3 separate regions of the Rattus norvegicus genome follow, and all the other regions are linked to region 3. A link is a contact called in public Hi-C data. All regions are on one chromosome and are shown on one strand. Each heading gives the region's core, a stretch centred on a gene start, on an enhancer-like site or on the middle of the called end of the contact. The rest is flanking DNA. Distances are from core to core; before and after follow the strand shown. Region 1 has its middle 490 kb from the start of Trnap-agg28. Region 2 has its middle 170 kb from the start of Cyld. Region 3 has its middle 160 kb from the start of Trnap-agg28.

Region 1 (3,701 bases), core at 917-3,416, 330 kb after region 3:
CCATTTGAATCCATATTAATTTCCTTTCTGGCAGTTATGCCGCTGACTATGAACTGCACTATTTCACTTTTAATCTGTCAGTAATTTAGTAATGTGTAAACTAATTATGCACAGATATTAATGTAATCGGTTTGGGGAGCTATAAAATCAATGTGTTTTTACAGACTGCATTAAAGGGAACTGTGGTATTATAATCACATGTCAGTTACAGAAAATGTTATGGAATTAAAAAATGGATCTTACCCACACTTCAGGGAAAACCCACAAGCCTCGCCAAATAAGGACAGCCTGGCTTCTGCAATTTTTAGTAGAACAGAAATAATTTCTTTAAAATCAGTGTCAAACCCTCTTGCTTTGCTCTGACCCTGATAACGTCATTAACGCAAACCCCACCCTCTTTTCACCCCTCCCTTTTTCTTTGTTAAATAAAATCTTCACTTCTGAATCTCAGATGATAGGGTCACATGATATCTTTCTTCAAGAAGCCATGCCGTAAGATTGGGGAATGGATGTTTTCTCCGTTGGGTGAAGCCTGTATTGGTAGATAGAGCTCAAGGAGCAGGAAAGAGAGACTGTCATGAAACACAAGGGTTAGGAAGAGTCATAGCTGTCTCGGTGGAATATTTTTGTGAGATATGGTCAGATCAATAGGACCAAAGGCTTTTGCTTTGTCCCCTGGGTGTCCAGTCACGATGTCCACATCGAATAGCAGGAAACACGCCACTCCATTGTAGCCCTGAGTTCCCCAAGAGAGCTCTCCATTGAGGGGTTGTGTACAACCTTCCTGTACCTGTGTTAATTTGTCCTTCCAAGAGTAGTACTCTGTGCCCCCTTCTGAAGCTTAAGCCACTCTTTTTCCGTAGCCTTAAATAGGACTAATGGCTCACCTCATCACTTCTCTAGGGGAACATTACAGAGGCCCCAGGTGGGTCACCGGCACTTTAGGGCACATGGGGGTAGAAAGAAAAGCAGACTGAAGTAGAAAACAGGCTCAGCTCTAGGGCAACAGCCTTGCGTGAGGCTGAGAGTCTTGCCAGGAGTCACTGTGACTCTGACAGTCCCCATGCGAGTACTTGCAGTATCAATTTGAACCTTAATTTTTGCAAATGCCCCATATTTCACAGAGGATAAAATGGAGATCGTTCTGTGCTTGAGCCAGAGTTAATACTCAGCAGATAGGACCACACGTAGTAGCGATGGGATTTGACATCCGGTACTTAACAGCTTTAGAGATAATTCCTCCCCAGTAGTCATTTTTGACTCCTGGAGGCGATGCACCCCATTAATCCACTTGCAAAGAAGATTCTCGTATGGTAGATGAAGTGGACCAGCTTCTGGCTCTCTGAAATCTTCCCACAGTGCTCCTATTTCTATCCACACATTATTGTCTTCCCTCCCCACCGCTGTGTAGCTTCATGATTTGTCTGTCCCTCCTCCAGCCTTCGGTGAGCATCCTGGGCAATGCATGTGAAGTTAGTTGGCTCATTTGTTCGGTTGTTCCCCAAATATCTATTGATATCTCTGAGGGAAGAGCAGGATATTAAGGGGGAGGGGTCACTAGATCATACATGGCTTTAGCACCTACACACTTAATTACTATTGGCAAGATAAGAGAAGTCCACAGTAAATGTTATTTATTGTGTCTTTCAAGTCCTTTGCTTCATGAAGTCTAGAACTCCCTTATATGTTGACATTTCATTTCCCATCTAGAGGAGGCTATGCCTCCCTTCATGCCCCATGCCCTTGCATGGCCACTGTCACAACACTCTTTGTTATTTCTTTTTAGTATTTCTTATGCTATTTCATACATTTTTACCTCAGCCACGGTTTATAATACTGAGATCCAAGAGTCATAGCCAGAGGGATCATGCTGGTTAGTTGTCATTGTCAACTTGGCACAGCCAAGGGCCAGGGAAGAGGGAACCTCAAGGGAGGAATTGCCCGAATCAGAATGACCTTTGGTTTGTCTGTAGGAAATTGGCTTGATTGGTGACGTGAGAGGACCCGTCTTCCTATGGGTGGAGGCATGCCATGGCAGGTGGGTCTGTATATGAAAACTAGCTGAGCCTGTAAGTGAATGTAACAGGCAGCCTTCCTCCGCGGTTGCTGCTTTGAGCTCCTGTGTTGAGTCCAAGCCCCCGGTTTTCCTGTACTTTGGACTGTGATTTGGAGGCATAAAAATCAAATAAACTCTTTCCTTCCCTTGTTTGCTTTTGGTCAGAGAGATTGGAGATAGCAACAGAACGCAGAGAAAGAAAGACAGCACTTATATTTAGGCACTGATGCATTTTAAAATCAGCTCTCTCCCCCTTTCTCTTCATTCCCCATTGTTTCAATGTATTCAACGGTCTTACTGATCCAAACATCTCCTTTCTCAGTTGTACCGAAGGTTGACGAAGCACAGGCCAGCTGCCGAGCTACTGCAGTGCTCCTCACTGAGATAATAGATAGAAACCATAAAGAACGGCTCATGGCTCTTGGTAAATACATGGTGATGTCAGTTCCGTGCTCCCCTCATTCTGTTGTTCAGAATAGCAACACCTTGTCAAACAGGAAGTTATGCACACACCAATTAGATGTGTTCTTCTTGGGGACAGGATGCTTCTCTTGTCCTAGGAGTTAAGAACAGATTTCCAGAAAGATATTTGTTATCACAGTCCATCCTTGACAGACCACCGTAGAAACTAAACAGAGCAGAGAACACAGAGTAGGGCGTACCTTCAGGCATTTGGCTTTTTATGAGAGATATTTTATTTATTTTTATTTTATGGGTGTGGGTGTTTTACCCACATGCGTATGCAGTGCAAAAGGAGACCGGAAGATGGCATTGAATCCTCTGGGACTGGAGTTGCTGATGGTTGCCAGCCATCACGTGTTACTTGTGCAGAAATTCGAAAAAGAAATTAAAAAGAAAATCCTAAAAACAGATATAAGGTCCCAACTTAATTCCCACAGTCCATCTGTGTTTTATATATGAACACAGGTTCATTAAGCTACTTGTATACATATTGTGCTGTACAGGGCTACAAATGTAGAATTACAAGAGCTGGTTCCTTTGTATCACTTAAGTGGTCTACATGAGTAATATTGGTAACGTACCACTATTATTGACGGTATTAAAATCCACCTCACATGAAAGGCATTTCCTCATCATGTGAAAGTATTTCCTGTATATTGATGAAACCCCTAAATTGTGTTAGTCAACCAGAATCAAGAATCCTCTGAATTGTTTTTCTCTTCCCCAAAGATTTCAGTAAGTCATGACACTTGACTGACCTTATTGCTATCTATCATATACTCTCTCGTTAGGAGACCCCAAGCATTACCGAGATATCCCAGTGATGTCACTAACCTGAGATGGATGTTCTCTCCCTTTTTCCCTCCCATGTCAATCTCTTTGGATGACAGTGAGGTTCTATCCCACCCATCTGACCCTCACTCCTGGCTGCCAAAAGTTTCCCTTCTCTGCAGCAGTTGCTCAAAGAAAGTTCTGAAACAATTACCAGTAATAAAGGGACACAACTAAGGCTCTCATAAAACTCGGGCTCTTCATAGCTTTCACTAAAGCAAATTATGGCAATGGCTTTTCCATCCTCTCATCAAGAATATCTCCCAGAATGGATTTTTCTGTGCCGGGTTAGTAAGAAATAAGCCCCCAAGGGTTCTGTGTTATGATTGTCAGGACATGGATTATTGAGAAA
Region 2 (3,511 bases), core at 931-3,430, 440 kb before region 3:
TGGAGGACAGGTCCCACGTCCACTGGAGTCACCAACTCTTTCCTGTTCCCCATGCAGGAGCAAGGGTGCATGGCTTAGTCTGGCCCAATGATCTGCATTTGCCAGAATGAAACAGAGCAGAGGCAGACTGTCCAGTCAGTGCCTGTGGTCTAGGCTGGTACTGGATGCAGCAGCAAAAGTGCCACGCTACCTGGTTGGGCCACAGGTGAGCTTCTTTTCGGCTTGTTGCAACCCCAACCCTCAGTCCCAGTTCTCAGGGGCAGTCTAGACAGTCACAATGTGCTCTCGAGAGTCCCTCCTGCTTGAAGTGGCTGGTTATGTCCTGCTTGTTGGACCAAGGGTGCTAGAGGACACCTTTACTTCAAACAGCTTCATCCAGCCCACGAGAATCCTCACATGTGACCGTTTACCACCCAGCTCCCATGGTTTCCAGGATACAAGACAAGCCAGCATCATTTAGACACATGGAGACAGTCATCTGTGAACCCACCCTTTGTGGCATTAGCCCCCCCCCCCCCAAATCCAGTCCTTTCACCACCATTGGCATTCATTCTTAAAATATAAGGTATATTGTTCACAGAAATAGTTTCTGCAATGATGCAGGATCTCCTCATATCTATGTGAGTGACACAGAAGAAGCCTAGTCACCCATGGCGAGCCACCGGTGACTGGCAAGCTGCTAAAAGAAGAAACAATTGTCTGGAGGCAATGGGCTAAGTGGTTCAATATTTGATGTTTGATAACTGATTGTCAAATCTTCAACGTCAAAGAGACAGAAATGACTCCAGGAAGCTGATGGAGGTTTTGAGTAGTTTTGTCCGATCATGGGCTCGGTGCTATAGGCGAGCCTCTCCCACGAGTGGAAAGATGGGGGTTACTGTTAAAATATTTGGAACTGAAAATAAAAACAGCAACACATCAATACTTGAGTCTTTCTTCTAAGAATGAACACCATTATGTTTCCTGCAGTGTTTTGTTCCATAAGATATAAGGTGATGCCATTTCCAAAATGTTTAGTCTTGGTTTCAAGACAAGGTCCATTCAAATGGTTCACCAACAACTAAGAAATGCGGGAGCTGGTAGACCCAGCCAGAGAAGTCCCTGGAAAGGAGTGCTGGTTTCCAGCTTCACTACATGCTGATCTGAGCATGCCCTACGCAGCACCCCTGTTGATACGTCCCTTGGTGACTTGTAGGAACTCCCTGGTTTGTGGCACTCCCCTCCCCAACATCAGCACCCTATAGTCTGCCCCTCCTCCCTGCTCATCACAGCATAAGATCCCACCCGGCCTCTGCAGCAGCCTCTGTACCCATCCCTGCCCAGCAGGAACCCCAGGCCACAGCATCCCGTCTTCCCTTCCGTCACACGTGGGAACTGGGCAGAGCGGCCACAGCTGCTGAGCAGCCTCGGGGGCCGCCCAGGGATTCCGGTCACCACGATTGCTGTAATTGCTTTTTCCTCCAGTCTCCTTCTCAGGCTCTCTGCATGCTGATGGTACAGGTCCGGTCTCCACTGGATTGCAGTGGTATTTTTTTAGCGTCCCGACCAGTGTGTCCGGTTGACTGAGACATTTCGGGGAAGAAGCAGGTGCATTTACTTTTCAAGTATTATTTTACTAATCAATTGAAAAATTACCTTCGCGAATGACAGAAGTGCGGAGCGAGGAGCGTTTCATTAACGGGCGCAAACATTAATTACGGATCCAGCCCGACCTTGCACACACAGAAATTATGGGACTGATCTATTTTCTCTGTGCTTAATTGCAGCCAGCGACTAGTTCTTTAAATCATTATCTGATAGGCCTCCAGCGAGAAGAGGATTTATGGGGTGGCACCTAGAGGCCTCGCTGTGGCCGATGCTGTTCTGTGGGGGGTAAACAGAGATGGTTATATCAGAGGACCCGCAGGCATGTGTCATATAGCCTTGCAAGTAGTAAAGAAGGGGCCATTTTCCAAAACTGTATTTCTAGTAGCCTTTCTGAGCTGGCGCCCGGTTGCTGCTTCCTTGGGTCAGTTACAGCCTCCTGCCTGCATGCTGTCACTGTGCTGAGGCTCAGGATGACTGGGTAGTGACTGGCACCCCCGTGGTCATGCAATGCAGCCTGTACAGCTCTGCGCAAAGAGCTGTGTCCGTTGAGTCGCACCTGTGCTGTCTCTTTCTGACTATTTCTGTCATGGCTCTAGTCCCAAGCCTTGTTTAGTCAACCCACTGACGGGCAAAGGTCCTTGGGCAGATGGCCATTCAGACCTTATCCTGTGCTGCACGCCCTGCTTCTATGGCCACGGCTCAGAGCACAGAGCTCTTGGGGCTGTACACTTGCTCTTGGCCATGGTATCCTTCTTGGCTAGGGATATTTGTTTTGGACATACGTAGCCCCTCACGGTGGGAACACTGAGCATGAGCACAGGCAGGTCATTCCAGGGGAGGAAACACGGTAAGAGGCAGTGAGGATACAGGAGTCTTTCCCCAGCCTTTGGGAGGACTGAAGCCTCTGGACCCGCAGTCGGCCTCGGTTTTGTTAGCTAGACATGGGGATGTTTGTCATTCTAAAAGAGAGAGAGAGAAACAGGAACACCCTGAGTGTGCTTACACAGAGCCTTCCTCCGTAAATGCAGCAGTGGCCAGCTGGTAGTCCTCTCTGTCCCCTCCAACTACATCCTGGGATCTGTGGACGACTCGGGCTCTGGACTCTGTGAGAGGGTCCACAGCCCAGAGCTGCAGGAAGTTGCAGGGGGAGGGGGTGGTTCAGACCCCGTCTATAGCTTGACTGAATCTGGGCACTCGCAGCTGCCCTGACTGGAAGCCGAGAGGAAAGGAGGCAAGAGTGTCAGAGCCATTCTTGTCGTAAGTGATGGGAAAGCCCAGCCTAGCTATACCGAAAAGCCTTTCCCCAAACTGATTCCCTTTTGGGGCCAGCTCGGACCCTCCATAATTCAGATACAGTGAAGAATCAGGAATCCTCCATTCCTCTCAGGCCCTCAAGTCACGGGTTCTGTGATGATCCCCTCAAACACTTGTACAAACTTCAGGGTTGGTGGCATTCTCCTCTACAATGACAGATCTAAGTCCAGCTGGACAGGGTTCCAGAGTTATGATATCCAGAGTGTTGCGACAAGATTACCAGGTTTCAGGGGGTACAGATGTGTCTGACTGAAGGGCAGGAAGACAAGAAGATGATGCCAAATTCAATGGGCTACTGCTGCTCAGGGTCACCGGGCTAACTGCCTCCTCATGGACTCCAGTGTTCTCCTGTCACTCAAACCAGTGGATGAAAATGAGAGTCCAGAGAGAGTTTAATACTGGGGCTCTTTATGAAGCTACGGGCAGGGTCTAGGGACCCTACCTGTGCTAGATTCATCTCCAGGCTGAGAAACAATGTGCTAGGAACTCTAGGCTGGTATAGCCTACAGAAGGAGACTGTTACCCGGACCCTGGAGCTAGAAGGCCATATGGAGAGTGCTGGCCACATAATCTCCAGTGGCAGTGTGGTCAGTCTGTGGCAAACTCTGGG
Region 3 (3,737 bases), core at 358-2,857:
GCTTTCTTTATTCTTTTTCCTTCCCTCCTCTTTTGCTCCCAGATGTCATCCTCTCTTTGGCAGGATATTGATACGGAGTTCAGAATAGTTTCAAACTTGTGATTCTGTTGCCTTAGTCTTTTGAGTATGCAGGGTGCACATTTATATTTATTGTTGTTGTCATTGTTGTTGTTTGGTATATATCTTCTGCTCTGAACTAGGTCTTGGGTTTTATTGGATCTGATAGATCACATTACACACCAATGTATCTAAACACAGTGAGAAATACACTACGATGATATGATAAGAGACTTGTAATTCACTTATGTTTTTTGGTGCTAGCTATCTAACCTGGGGTTGGGCAAGCATTTTATACCTGCTGTCCATGTCCAGCCTGACATAGGGGTCTAAGGAACAAATGGGGTCATCAAAAGAAGAGCTGTTAGACAATGTGGAGAGAAGATGAAGCCCTGGTCTGGCCTAAATACTTGTGCCTCATGACTTGGGGCACACACACTTTATTTGTGCAGGTTGAAGTTCCCTTTGTATGACCCTCTTTCAGCAGTGGAGAAGGCCTTTCCCCATATGCATCTCAAAGACATGAAATACCTCAGGTCCAGTTCAGACACACAGATCCATCAGTCCAAAGAGTCTCTTTAATATCCAATCCCAGGCTTAGAGTTTCTCTCCCAACTCTGAAAGTTCAGAAGGAACCCTGCCATCAACCAGGGCCCAGGGTCCTGAGTTCTTTCTGCCATAATTTTGCACCAGTGTCAAACTCTTAACCTTCTGAATGTACAAAGAGGTTTTTATTTTAAGTCCACGGCACAAACGACCTCTTCAGATTCATAATGAGGCACGCATTGAATGGAACATAGCTCAAGGTGAGTCATTCATTAATCATAAACAAAACAGGCCCTGATCAAGGACACATAAGCGCACACTGTAAAAAAAGAGGCCAGTTGCCCAATCCCTTTATTTAATATTAACTAAATTATGTTTCTCATGTGAGTCCCGAGAAAGTGATTTTTCTCACTTTATTTGTAGGCGGCCCAGCGTGAATAGATAATTACTTCCCTCAGTGTTGTTTCCCCTGAAGGTCCACTGTGTTCAACAAGACACTATCAAGTCTGGCCTCTTGTGTGGAGGTGGGGTGTGAGGGGCCTTGTGCCTGGAGCTGGAGACTTTAAACTGGAATCCACCAAGCATGAAAAACAGCCGCCAACAAGAGTATTACAAATGACATGAAAATATTTGCGATTAATAACAGCTAACCAGAGTCTCATGATCCAAGAAATGCATGATTACTTTATTACAGATATCTGATATGTTAATTATCTTCAAAAATTTCACCACTGTTCTCTGCTTTGGCAGAAATTTGAGCAGGGGAAAAGGAAATTTGAACGTTTATGTAAGTTGGAAACAAAGCATTTAGGAGATTGGACTTTAGAAGACCTGGGAATGGTATTTGGTATTCAATTCTGTGGGACAAGAAGGAAATGAAATCACAAGAATAGAAATGAGGGTGAAGGCTGAAATTTGAGTCTAGGAGAACTTGGCTGTCATCAGTAGAAGCTCACTCACCTTTACCTTTCTGGATCAAAATGCTCTGGGTGCTAATGGGGGAGGGGCGGACGGATGAGATTGGCAACATCTGCAGGTGACAGCAGCAAGGGAGCCGGAATCAGTATTTGCCTAAGACCAAGCCTCTTGGAGGGATTTTCTCCTTACCACAGGGGAGCCTTCCCACACTAGCCCCTTTCCCAGACAAGCTGTCACTGAGTCATCATATAGCATCCTAACTCTGGGAAGGGAGGTCACCCAACTGCTGATACTAATAGACCGAGTCAGTAGGCATTAGAGATCCCAAAGGGTGGTGGTGGCATCCTGGCTGCAGGAAGCCAGCCATCTGGCTATGGGGACAGGGAACTGACAGCATTGTGTTAGCTACTTACCTGCAGCTATTCTCTCAGATGAACCTTCTAGACGTTGACAGTTCAAGGGTGGCTTTTCAGGGTTGATGGCAAACAGAATAGGCTCAAAGTATTTCTCAGGTTGTCGGTCAGTAAGGCAGACTTTCTGGAAGGGCAGTGCCCATTCTTGGCCCTGAATCTTCAGATGAATTGCCAGGGTGTCACTTCTGTTTCTTGCTTCTGTCTACTAAAAGGATCAGGTTATCTTTATATTTTAGATCTTAGAAGAAAAAGGAAGGCAAGTCACACACACAGGGAGGGTGCTGGGGGGACAGTAATCAAGGTGGGCTTGGAATCCCCAGGTATTCATAACCTTAGATTTATAACACTGCTCCACAGCAAACCAGTGAGCCTGTCATGGCAGAGCAAGAATTCACGCAGAGGGCTGGAGAGATGGCTCAGCGGTTAAGAGCATTAACTGCTCTTCCAGAGATCCTGAGTTCGATTCCCAGCAACCACACGGTGGCTCACAACCATCTGTAATGGGATCTGATGCCCTCTTCTGGTGTGTCTGAAGACAGCTGCAGTGTCTCATATATAATAAATAAGTAAATCTTAAAAAAAAAAAGAATTCACGCAGAACACTCTACCTGACGTAGCATAAGTCTGTAAGAACAGTCCACAGTGCCACCATTCACCAGTCTGTGCCCTAGAATTGCTTTGACACATCACAGACACACTTACTGTTGAAACACCAGCTCTGACCATTTGGAGCTCTTCCTTTGGATCAGCCTTCTAAGTACCTGGAAAGGGAACTTCCCTGTCTGTAGTGAGCTTCGGTGTGTATGGACCAAGGATGGAATGGTGGTCCCGAAAGCTACAGTTGGAGAAAGCTCAGTGTCCAAGCTAGTGTTTGGGATCCTTACATCATTGGCTTGTCTTGGTGTAGAGTCAGCTAGAAGACTGTTGGGGAGCGACCTCTGGCCTTGCCAGCAGGTGTGTCTCTAAGGGAGACCAATACAGTCAGGGAGACATACCTTGAAAGTGAGTGGAACCACCTACAGCCTGGGGCTTCGGAGGGAATAAGACACGTACAGAAATGTCTTCCTTTCCCTGCCCTAAGTCACGCTGTGTGGTGCTGTGCTCCAACAACCATTTCTTCTATGACGAGCTGAATGCTCTCAGGCTGTGAGCCAAGATAAGTCCTTGTCCCACGATACTGCTTCTGGCAGACACTTAAGTCACAGGAGCTAATAGGGCCTTGATCAGCACTGCACCTGTCACAGTGACAGCATTCCAAGGTCATAGCTCTTCAACTGCAAAAGATGGAAAATAGCAACCCTTCATACATGGAAGGTCATGCAAAAGAAAGTCACAGAGGTATTTCAGCACGGCTGGGTCCATAGTGTACTCCTGGGAAATCACTAGCTATAGTAACCATCACCATACCGTCATCACCACCATCACCCACCACCACCACCACCACCACCAATGTCATCATTGTCCTTGTCGTCATCACTATCTTCATCAATCACTAGCTACTGCTATTATTATTAGCAATAGTGTTGCCACCGTGACTGTGTTTCTTTACCTTTCTTTTAGCCTTTCTTGGTAAGCTCTCTGCTTGGTATCTGATACAAGGATAACTACATACATTTCTATCTGCTCAAGTGACTTGGATCCTCTTAAAGCAGTGGTTCTCAACTTTCTTACAACGCAACCCTTTAATACAGTTCCTTGTGTCATGTTCCCCCCCCAACCATACAATTACTTTGTTGTTACTTTATAACTGTAATTTTGCTACTGTTATAAACCTTAATGTTAATAATTCTGTTAATAACATAA

The links. Hi-C and Micro-C count contacts between places; a contact is called where the count stands out from the background.
Region 1: a contact with region 3 is called in a Hi-C map of liver, with 3 times the contacts expected there. The contact joins two enhancer-like sites. A contact is called at or near these places in 3 of 12 Hi-C or Micro-C datasets (kidney and liver).
Region 2: a Hi-C map of kidney shows a contact between it and region 3, with 3 times the contacts expected there. The contact joins two enhancer-like sites. A contact is called at or near these places in 3 of 12 Hi-C or Micro-C datasets (kidney and liver).

What each region holds. Positions count from the first base shown.
Region 1 is chr19:33,605,791-33,609,491 of GRCr8, reverse strand. No RefSeq gene overlaps it. Among named protein-coding and RNA genes, the nearest start is that of Trnap-agg28, 490 kb to the left of the region's middle. Within about 2 kb of position 2,166, at least 1 of the 93 cell types and tissues checked has an H3K27ac peak or open chromatin away from gene starts, as enhancers often do. A contact at or near this core is called in liver, where this site is marked.
Region 2 is chr19:34,377,635-34,381,145 of GRCr8, reverse strand. No RefSeq gene overlaps it. Among named protein-coding and RNA genes, the nearest start is that of Cyld, 170 kb to the left of the region's middle. Within about 2 kb of position 2,180, at least 4 of the 93 cell types and tissues checked have an H3K27ac peak or open chromatin away from gene starts, as enhancers often do. A contact at or near this core is called in kidney and liver, where this site is marked.
Region 3 is chr19:33,935,906-33,939,642 of GRCr8, reverse strand. No RefSeq gene overlaps it. Among named protein-coding and RNA genes, the nearest start is that of Trnap-agg28, 160 kb to the left of the region's middle. Within about 2 kb of position 1,607, at least 2 of the 93 cell types and tissues checked have an H3K27ac peak or open chromatin away from gene starts, as enhancers often do. A contact at or near this core is called in kidney and liver, where this site is marked.